Linked DNA regions of Anser cygnoides: region 2 is linked to region 1. Evidence: chromatin contacts called from public Hi-C data. All regions are on one chromosome and are shown on one strand. Each heading gives the region's core, a stretch centred on a gene start, on an enhancer-like site or on the middle of the called end of the contact. The rest is flanking DNA. Distances are from core to core; before and after follow the strand shown. Region 1 holds the start of DEK (DEK proto-oncogene). Region 2 holds the start of MCUR1 (mitochondrial calcium uniporter regulator 1).

What was found. Hi-C and Micro-C count contacts between places; a contact is called where the count stands out from the background.
Region 2: a contact with region 1 is called in a Hi-C map of liver, with 1.8 times the contacts expected there. The contact joins the promoter of MCUR1 here to the promoter of DEK in region 1. A contact is called at or near these places in 2 of 7 Hi-C or Micro-C datasets (both in liver).

Annotation. Positions count from the first base shown.
Region 1 is chr2:53,142,066-53,145,607 of Taihu_goose_T2T_genome, reverse strand. It overlaps DEK (DEK proto-oncogene), which reads right to left and starts at 1,497. Exons shown (of 11, transcript XM_048058082.2): 1 at 1,341-1,497; 2 at 1-31. The coding sequence starts at 20. It overlaps RNF144B (ring finger protein 144B), which reads left to right and starts at 2,309. Exons shown (of 8, transcript XM_048058085.2): 1 at 2,309-2,438.
Region 2 is chr2:53,456,757-53,460,659 of Taihu_goose_T2T_genome, reverse strand. MCUR1 (mitochondrial calcium uniporter regulator 1) reads left to right here and starts at 1,307. Exons shown (of 9, transcript XM_066992087.1): 1 at 1,307-1,494; 2 at 1,761-1,874; 3 at 3,241-3,344. The coding sequence starts at 1,392.

The sequences.
Region 1 (3,542 bases), core at 248-2,747:
GATGAAGCAACAGAAGACATGGTGTATGTTTCTGTAAAAAAAAAAACAGGAAAACCATAAAAAAATTACACTATTGCTTTTTTTTTTTTTTAAAGTACAATACAATTAATGTCATAGTGCTTCTATTGTGACTGGTTACATACTTTAAGACACAAACGAGACCACTCTGCAGATACACAACGGAATAAGTTTCAGAAGTTGTCATCCATCCTGCAACTAGCCTGGTTAAGAAGTTTAAAAGTTTATCAGTTCTTTCCACACACGCGTCTGCAAGCGTGCTTGGTGAAATTTTCAGAAACACCCACTCAAAGCAAGTGGCGCTGTACTAGGAAGAACAGTAAAGTTTTAAGACGTCACAATTTTAGTGCACCACGTTATCAGTTATTTCTGATCATAGTTAACTACACATACAAGTTCCCTGATAAATTCAACAAGCTGGGCATTTACATAGGAAATGGGAAAAGCGAGAAAAAAGTTATGAGCGATTTGGAAAAGCAAACGCTGCTTTCAGAATTCAAATAGGTATGAGACAACTTAGGGCTCAAAGATGCTTTTTGTTTTTAACCTGCAAGTCTACAACAGAAACTAATAAACGTGTCACACTTAACATATTTAAGAGGAGTCTTTTCCTAGCACTTCAAGTGGCTTAAGTTTAATATCTCAATCCGGTGAGTGCCATTTCCCTCGTGACAGGGAACGCCTACCTAACAAAGGAAGCTAGCCCTACCTCTTCAGTTTACAAGACTTTAACTTTCAAAATCATTCACTGTTTACGCTTCTGGAACACAATACACCATCAGTTGTTTGAGGTCTTGCGGGAAAATATCACGTTAATCGTTTTATTTTTGTAAAATTAAAGCCGGTATACCTGCAAGAGGTCAAACTCAATGAACAACTAAAATAGACACACGGACGGAAGTTCGCAGGTGGCAGTAAGACCATGAGTTTTATTAGCGAGAGGAAAATGCAAGTTTAATCCTCTTTGTTAAACCACCAGGAGAAAAGACGTCTCTTTGGGGGCACTCAGGGCGGTGCTCTGCGAAAACCCCTCGCCCACAGGGGAGAGCAAGCAAGCAGCCCGGCACAGGCTGCCTTTCCCTCCCCTTCCCACGCAGGCAGGGGGCGCTGAAGGAAGCCGAGAACTTTGTGCCCCCTCAGCGTGAGGCGCGGGGAAGGCGGCGGCGACGACACACGGCGCCTGAGGAGCCCTGCGGCGGGCAGCGCGGCCCGGCGGCAGGCCGGCTGACGGGGCGGCTCCGCAGCGGGACGGGAACCTCGGTTCGCTCCCCCTCAGCGCCAGAGGGCCCCCCCCCCCGTCGGGAGCGGCGGCGCGGACCCACCTCAGCTCCGGCTGCAGCCCCGGGGCCGGTCCCGCTGCCGGGGGCCCGCGGGGAGGCGGCGGCGGCGGCGAGCTTTTCAAAATGGCGGGCTCTCGGGCGGCCAGGAGGAAGCGGGAAGGCGGCGGCCAATCAGCGCCCGCGGCACGGCCGGCGCGAGGAGGCTGCGCGGCGTGCTGAGGGGAGGGGGGGCGGTGACGTCAGGGCGTGCGCGGCGGGTGGCGGAGGGGACGGGACGGGGGGGGCGGGCGGGCAGTGTGGCGGCTGCGGCTCCCCGCGCCTCAGGGCGGCGGCCAACGGAGGAGAGCGGCCGTTGGGGAGGGAGAGGGAGACGGGGAGCGGGGTCTCCTGGTGCCCTGGGACCCGGGGGTGGCGGCGGGTGCCGGTGTTCCTCCGGGAGCCGGCGCTGTGCCGGCAGCGAGCGGCTGGCGGCGGGGAGCGGCTTGAGGGGAGGAAGGGGGTTAATAAAAAACGAAGCTGATTGCAGCTGTTTGCCTTCTGGGCGTGCAGGAAGCGCGGCGATCGGCGTGGGCTTGATAATTAAGGGAGGGAACGTGCAACATAAACATAACCGCGGCAACGCTGAGGAAACGCTGCGATTTGTATACTTGGCGCAAAAAAATGGGGCTGGGGAACGATCCTGACCCCCCCAACTCGACGACACGGACGCACTTTCTATGTTCAAAGTTTTAAGTGCGTGCAGTCAAAGCTGGTGGTACTTAAAAAACACGCAAGTTATTTATCAACGACACGTAATTACACAAGCCCGAAGTGAACAAGCACACAGTACGCAGAGCACCATCCCTGCACTATCCCTTAATTACGGCAGCGTTACACGGGACCCGCAGCCCCGGGCAGCGGCAGCCCCGGTGCGGCCGAACGGCGGGGCTATGAGCGGCCGCTGCTGTCACAGCCGCCCGGCCCGGCCCGGCCCGGCCCGGCCCGGCACTGGGGGCTCCCCCCGCCCCGGGGCCGCCGTTCCGCCGCTCCCCGCCCGCCCGCCCGCCCGCGGGGAGGGCGCGCAGGGAGAAGCGAGGCGAGCGGAGGCGCCGAGCAGGACGGAGCAGCCGCCGGGCTCGCACCCCCCGGCCCCGGGCGAAGGTAGGGGGCCGCCGGCGGGCTGAAAGCCCCCCGGGCGCCCGCTGGTACCTGCGCGGTGAGGGGCCGAGCCCGCCTCCCGCCCCTCAGCGCGCTCGCGTTGTCCTGGGCAAAGGAGCGGCTCGGTCCCGGCACGGTCCCCTCAGAGACATTTCTCCTCAGGGGTGGTCCCCTCCCGGCCCCGGGAACTTTTATTTAAACGTAGGGTTTCCGCGATTTTGACAGGCTTTTGAAAGCCCGTGCCACATACCTTCCCGTGAGGCGTGCTTCGCCACGCGTCAGGTGCGAGCGCAGCGGTACGAAAGCTGCTAGGGCAGGGAGAGGCTGCTGCTGGGAGAAACCTCCTCGCTTTTCAGCGTATTTATCTCAGAATACGTAAACTGGGCTCGTAAGGAAATATTAAAGTTCCAGGGATTTACAGTCCAGAGCTGTAACAACTATATTGACTATCTAGAGAAAGAAATCCTACCTACTATAAACGTTTATACATCTGCATGTTACAGTCAAGCTACTTCAAAATTCCTGCTCTGTGAATTCTCTGTGAATCATGCCTTATTCTAAAATGAATGGAATTTCACACTGAAAATACTCACGGTAAAATGTTTAAGTAACATCAATGGTCTGGCTTAAACTAACAAAATCCATGAAATCCAGCACAGAAGCAAAGCGTTTATCCTCATTTTACCTCTGTGTCCTGGGTTTCCAGACATTTCTCCTCACAGATTATATAGTTATTCATTGTTTGACCAGGGCTTTAGGTTTAGTGAAGTGAGTAAACACCAGGTGGCCAAGTTCTGCTCCCAGTTCTGACTTCACGCCATGGTAACTCCATTTGGTTCAGTGCTGTTATTCTGGCTTTACAGGGCTGTCATTGGATACTGAATTTGTTCAATAGCTTCTGCCATATTTTGTGAATTTTGTCAGATTAAGCCAGGCTTCTAGTACAGGATTTATTTATAAACTGGACAATGCACAATTTAACTGATAATTCTCTTTAACAGGACTTGCAGAATTGGAAGTATAGATACAACACGTGTTTTTAGTAGAGGCAAGAAACCACAATGGTGTTTTGTGTGGCTAAAAGCTATAAGCATTCGGTACTGATGA
Region 2 (3,903 bases), core at 58-2,557, 320 kb before region 1:
TGTGACAGCAAAGTCCCTCCGCTCCCCTTAATGCTGCTGTTGACACGAGGTGAGCACTGTGAATATGAACTCGTCCTTCCTGTACTGCAGTGACCAGCACTGTCATTTGTATTTGAAATGCAGCTATACTGGAGGGGCAACAACACTACTGAAAACACCATGCTTGTTATGTCCTAGGGTTGCATTTGCTTTCTTTGCAGCTGTAGCTGAAGTCGGAGATACCTCACAGATCTCGTTTTACCCTCCCCTCTAATTTTCACCTGAACAGCTCCCAAAGCACAGCAGATATCATTATTAGTCATTATTTCGTGCTTAGCATTACTTTGCCATTTCCGTTACACCGCTATTAAAAATCATTGCTTCTTTGCCAATTCCATTGTCATAACCTAGAAGGGGGTTGTGACTCCATGGATTAGCGAACGCTGTGTGCATGCAAGGACCAACATTTCGGGATCCTGAGCATGCAACATTCAGCACATCTTTCATTTATAGCCTCTAAGTAGAGGTGATGACTTCTGTGGGGCAGCACTGAGGACGCTGAAACGGGGAAGACGACACTGGAAATGGGGAAAATTGCCCAAGTTGATTCCTGACATCAAGAGAAAAAGGTGCATGCTCCAGGAGGCCTCTGTAGGCAGCGGCAGTGACTTTGCTCCCGTTAGAGAAGATGAAGATGGGCACCAGCACGTGCTGGTGGACTTGACCCTGGATGGGCTGGCTGAAGGAGGTCATGTAGACAACATGAAGACAACCGCCTGCAGACTCACGCGTGCCAGGAATTACTGCCACACTAACGCCAGGCCCCGGGCACGCAGCATCCCCGCAGACGCAGTGCCCATTAGGCAAGTTTCTGCTGTGTGCTGCCGGGGTTCAGCTGTCCTCGCTCTTACAGAGATACCCACCAACGATTCGATCCGCGTATTGATCTAAGGCAATCACTGAGTTTGGGAAGAGGAAGCAAAGGTGCTGCGTGCTTTTGGTGAGTCCGTACAGAGGGAAAATAAACTCACTATGAGGGAAGTGCTGCCTGGGGAGTGACGGTGGTCAGAGCACACTTCCTCTCATTTCAACTCTCTGCAAATGCCAAGTACATTTCCTTTAAAAGCAGAACACGCACAAAATAAGTGATGTCCTTATGTCTGTCTGTCTCTGTCCGTCCCCATCACCCCCGACTCGCGCAGGAGCCGCCCGCCCGCTTCGCTTCCCTCGCCGCCGCCGCGGCGCGAACCACAGAGCCAACCCCCGGATGCGGAAGCGGGCGGCGGGCCGTAGCGGAAGGGAGGCGGGTGGGCGGGGGGGGGGGGGGGGGGGGGGGGGGCCGAGCCATGGCTTTCCGGTAGCGGCGGCTTCCCCTCCTCCCTCCCCCTCGCCTCCGGTCGGCACCGGGCGGCATGGCCCGGGCCCCGGCGGCCGTGAGCGGCGGGAGGCGGGCGCTGCTGGTGCTGCGGCCTCGCGGCGCCCTCCCGCACCGTGCTGCCGCTGCCGCCGCGTCACGTGAGCGCCGCGCGCCCCTCGGCCGGGGGGGGCGGGGGGAGAGGGGAGGGGATGAGGGGTTGAGGGGACGGGGAGGGGGGGAGCACCTCTCGGTTTCGGTGTCAAAGCATATCGCAGCCTGTCGCGATAATCAAAAGGCGTGCGTTCCTTAATACATGGCATCGTTAGGATGCTCCTAGGGAGCTCCCGAGCCGGTTGGATGCCTGTCGGTTGGCCGTTCCCTCATAAAAACGTGGGGTTTTCTTTTGGTGTTTTGTCTCCCCCAGGTGTCAGCACCTCAGCGCCCGGGTCCTCACAGGGCAAGGGCAGCGTCTCCCTGCTGGGGAGCAGGAGGCTCTTCTTCGACACCCATGCGCTGGTGTGCCTCTTGGAAGAGAATGGTAACGTGCCCCAAACACGCAGCTTACCCTGGTGGCATCTATAAGGGGGTTTTGTACAGAGCCTGGCTAGTTGCCTCCCCTTGACCTGTGGTGGTAGACCTTCAGGTTTATGTGTTGTCTTTTGTGCCTTCTGGGTTCCTACATCTCTAGCGTACAGAGCCTAGAAGCACGTTGATAACGCTCCAGTTGTCTCCGCTGTCCCTCCTGGTGCGCCCAACAGCCTTGTGGTGTCTAGCTGCCTGCCCCGCTAAACCGCAGCAATGCACAACAACGTGTTGTAATAGGATTGGAAGTGGACTGCCCAAAAAATGCAGCTTTTGGGGTGGAGTGTGGAATACTCTATGAAATACAGCTCTTCTTATGCTAAGACATAATGGAATAGATTATTTCCATTTGATTATGATGTTACTGAGGTGGGGAAGGTCAGCGCAGCTGAACTGATTTTTAATAGCTCGCATGCCTGAGAAGGAGAGGTCCCAGTCCCTTTCCCCTAACGTGTGATTGCATCTCTTTATGTGTTCCAGCCTCATTCTCAGGAAACTATGCAGCTCTTTGCTTGATTGGTGTTCTGAGAGATTAGTTTAATGAGCTCACAGAACAGTTGTGTGAGCAAGCACCAAGACACGTACAAAGTGGCAGGAGGAGGGGAAAGAATAGAGTGAGGAGAGCTGTCTCTTTTTGGTGATAGCAAATGATTAACTCAGCTCATCTACTGAAAGGAACTTGATTGCAGACCCCATCTCTGCTTTCTGACACTAACCTGCTACGTATTTGAAACAATCACCCTCTCCATAATTATTAGATCTTGTTCATGACACTTTCTCCTACGTTTTGAAAGTAGAAAAGTTGAGAGTATTTCCAGGGACTATGTTTTACAATAGTTCACAACATACTTGGTTTAAAGGGCTTTTTTGTGGTGACTCAGAGGCTGAGAGGACTAAAATCATTGAATTGCTGGGATTTGCATATCTTCAGTGGTATACTTAGGGTATACTAAAAGTAGGTATCTGCTTTTGAAGGTCAGGATTCTTGTTGATAGAAATAACCACGTGAGAGATGACATTGCATAATGCTTTTAGAAAAACTTCCAGCACTTCTCTTGCTGATATTGTAATGGTGCTATAATGGTGCTGTACTATAGAAGTAGCTATACAATGTCACAGGTGTCATTTTGGGGTGGAGGAGGTTGGGTGTACTGCCTGGTTGTGTTCTTTTGCTAGTGCTACATGGAGAGAAGTACGCTCTTTTTTATCTTTTATAGCTGACTTTTTTTTTTTTAAACCTCGTTATGAGTATTAGAAGGTGGTATTTTCATAAGCTGTCCAAATGTTGGTATCTGAATGTTGCTATGTTTTGTCTTGCTCAGGGTTCACTACTCAGCAGTCGGAGGTGATCGTATCTGCATTAGTGAAAATCATGAACACCAACCTGGATATGATTTACAAGGACATGGTGACCAAAGTACAGCAGGTCAGCTCAAAGAAGTTGTGGGGTTAAAGTCAACTGAAATCTAGCACGTCTGCTAATAAAATACATGTTGTTATTATTATTCACCGTTAGGCACTGTATTTTAAAAGCTTAAAAGTGAAGAACAAACGTCCGTATTGGCTAATGAGTTTTGTCTTGAATTTCACAAACATCAGAGTGTTGTGATGGACCTCAAAATTCAGGATCTGTGAGTTGGTGCACAATCCACAGATAGTTTTTTGTTTTCAGCCTTATTGTAACCTGAAATAGAATTACGGAGGAGGATTTTACACAGACATAGGAGGTACTCAATGCGTGGATTTGAATAGTTATGGCTACTACATATATTCTTGTCTAGTTTTATAGCAACAACGTAAAGACTTCATCTGTAATTTAACAGCTGGTTGTGTGGTCTTTTTTGATTTTCTGTCATAATGATATATTGTGTTAGAATTGAGCTGTTTCTTTATGATGTTTTTTAGTGCGTGGTTGGTATAATTTTATATACTGGTAACATATAGGAACAGTCTATTTTAGATGCTGCTATTGAAAGCTGTCTGTT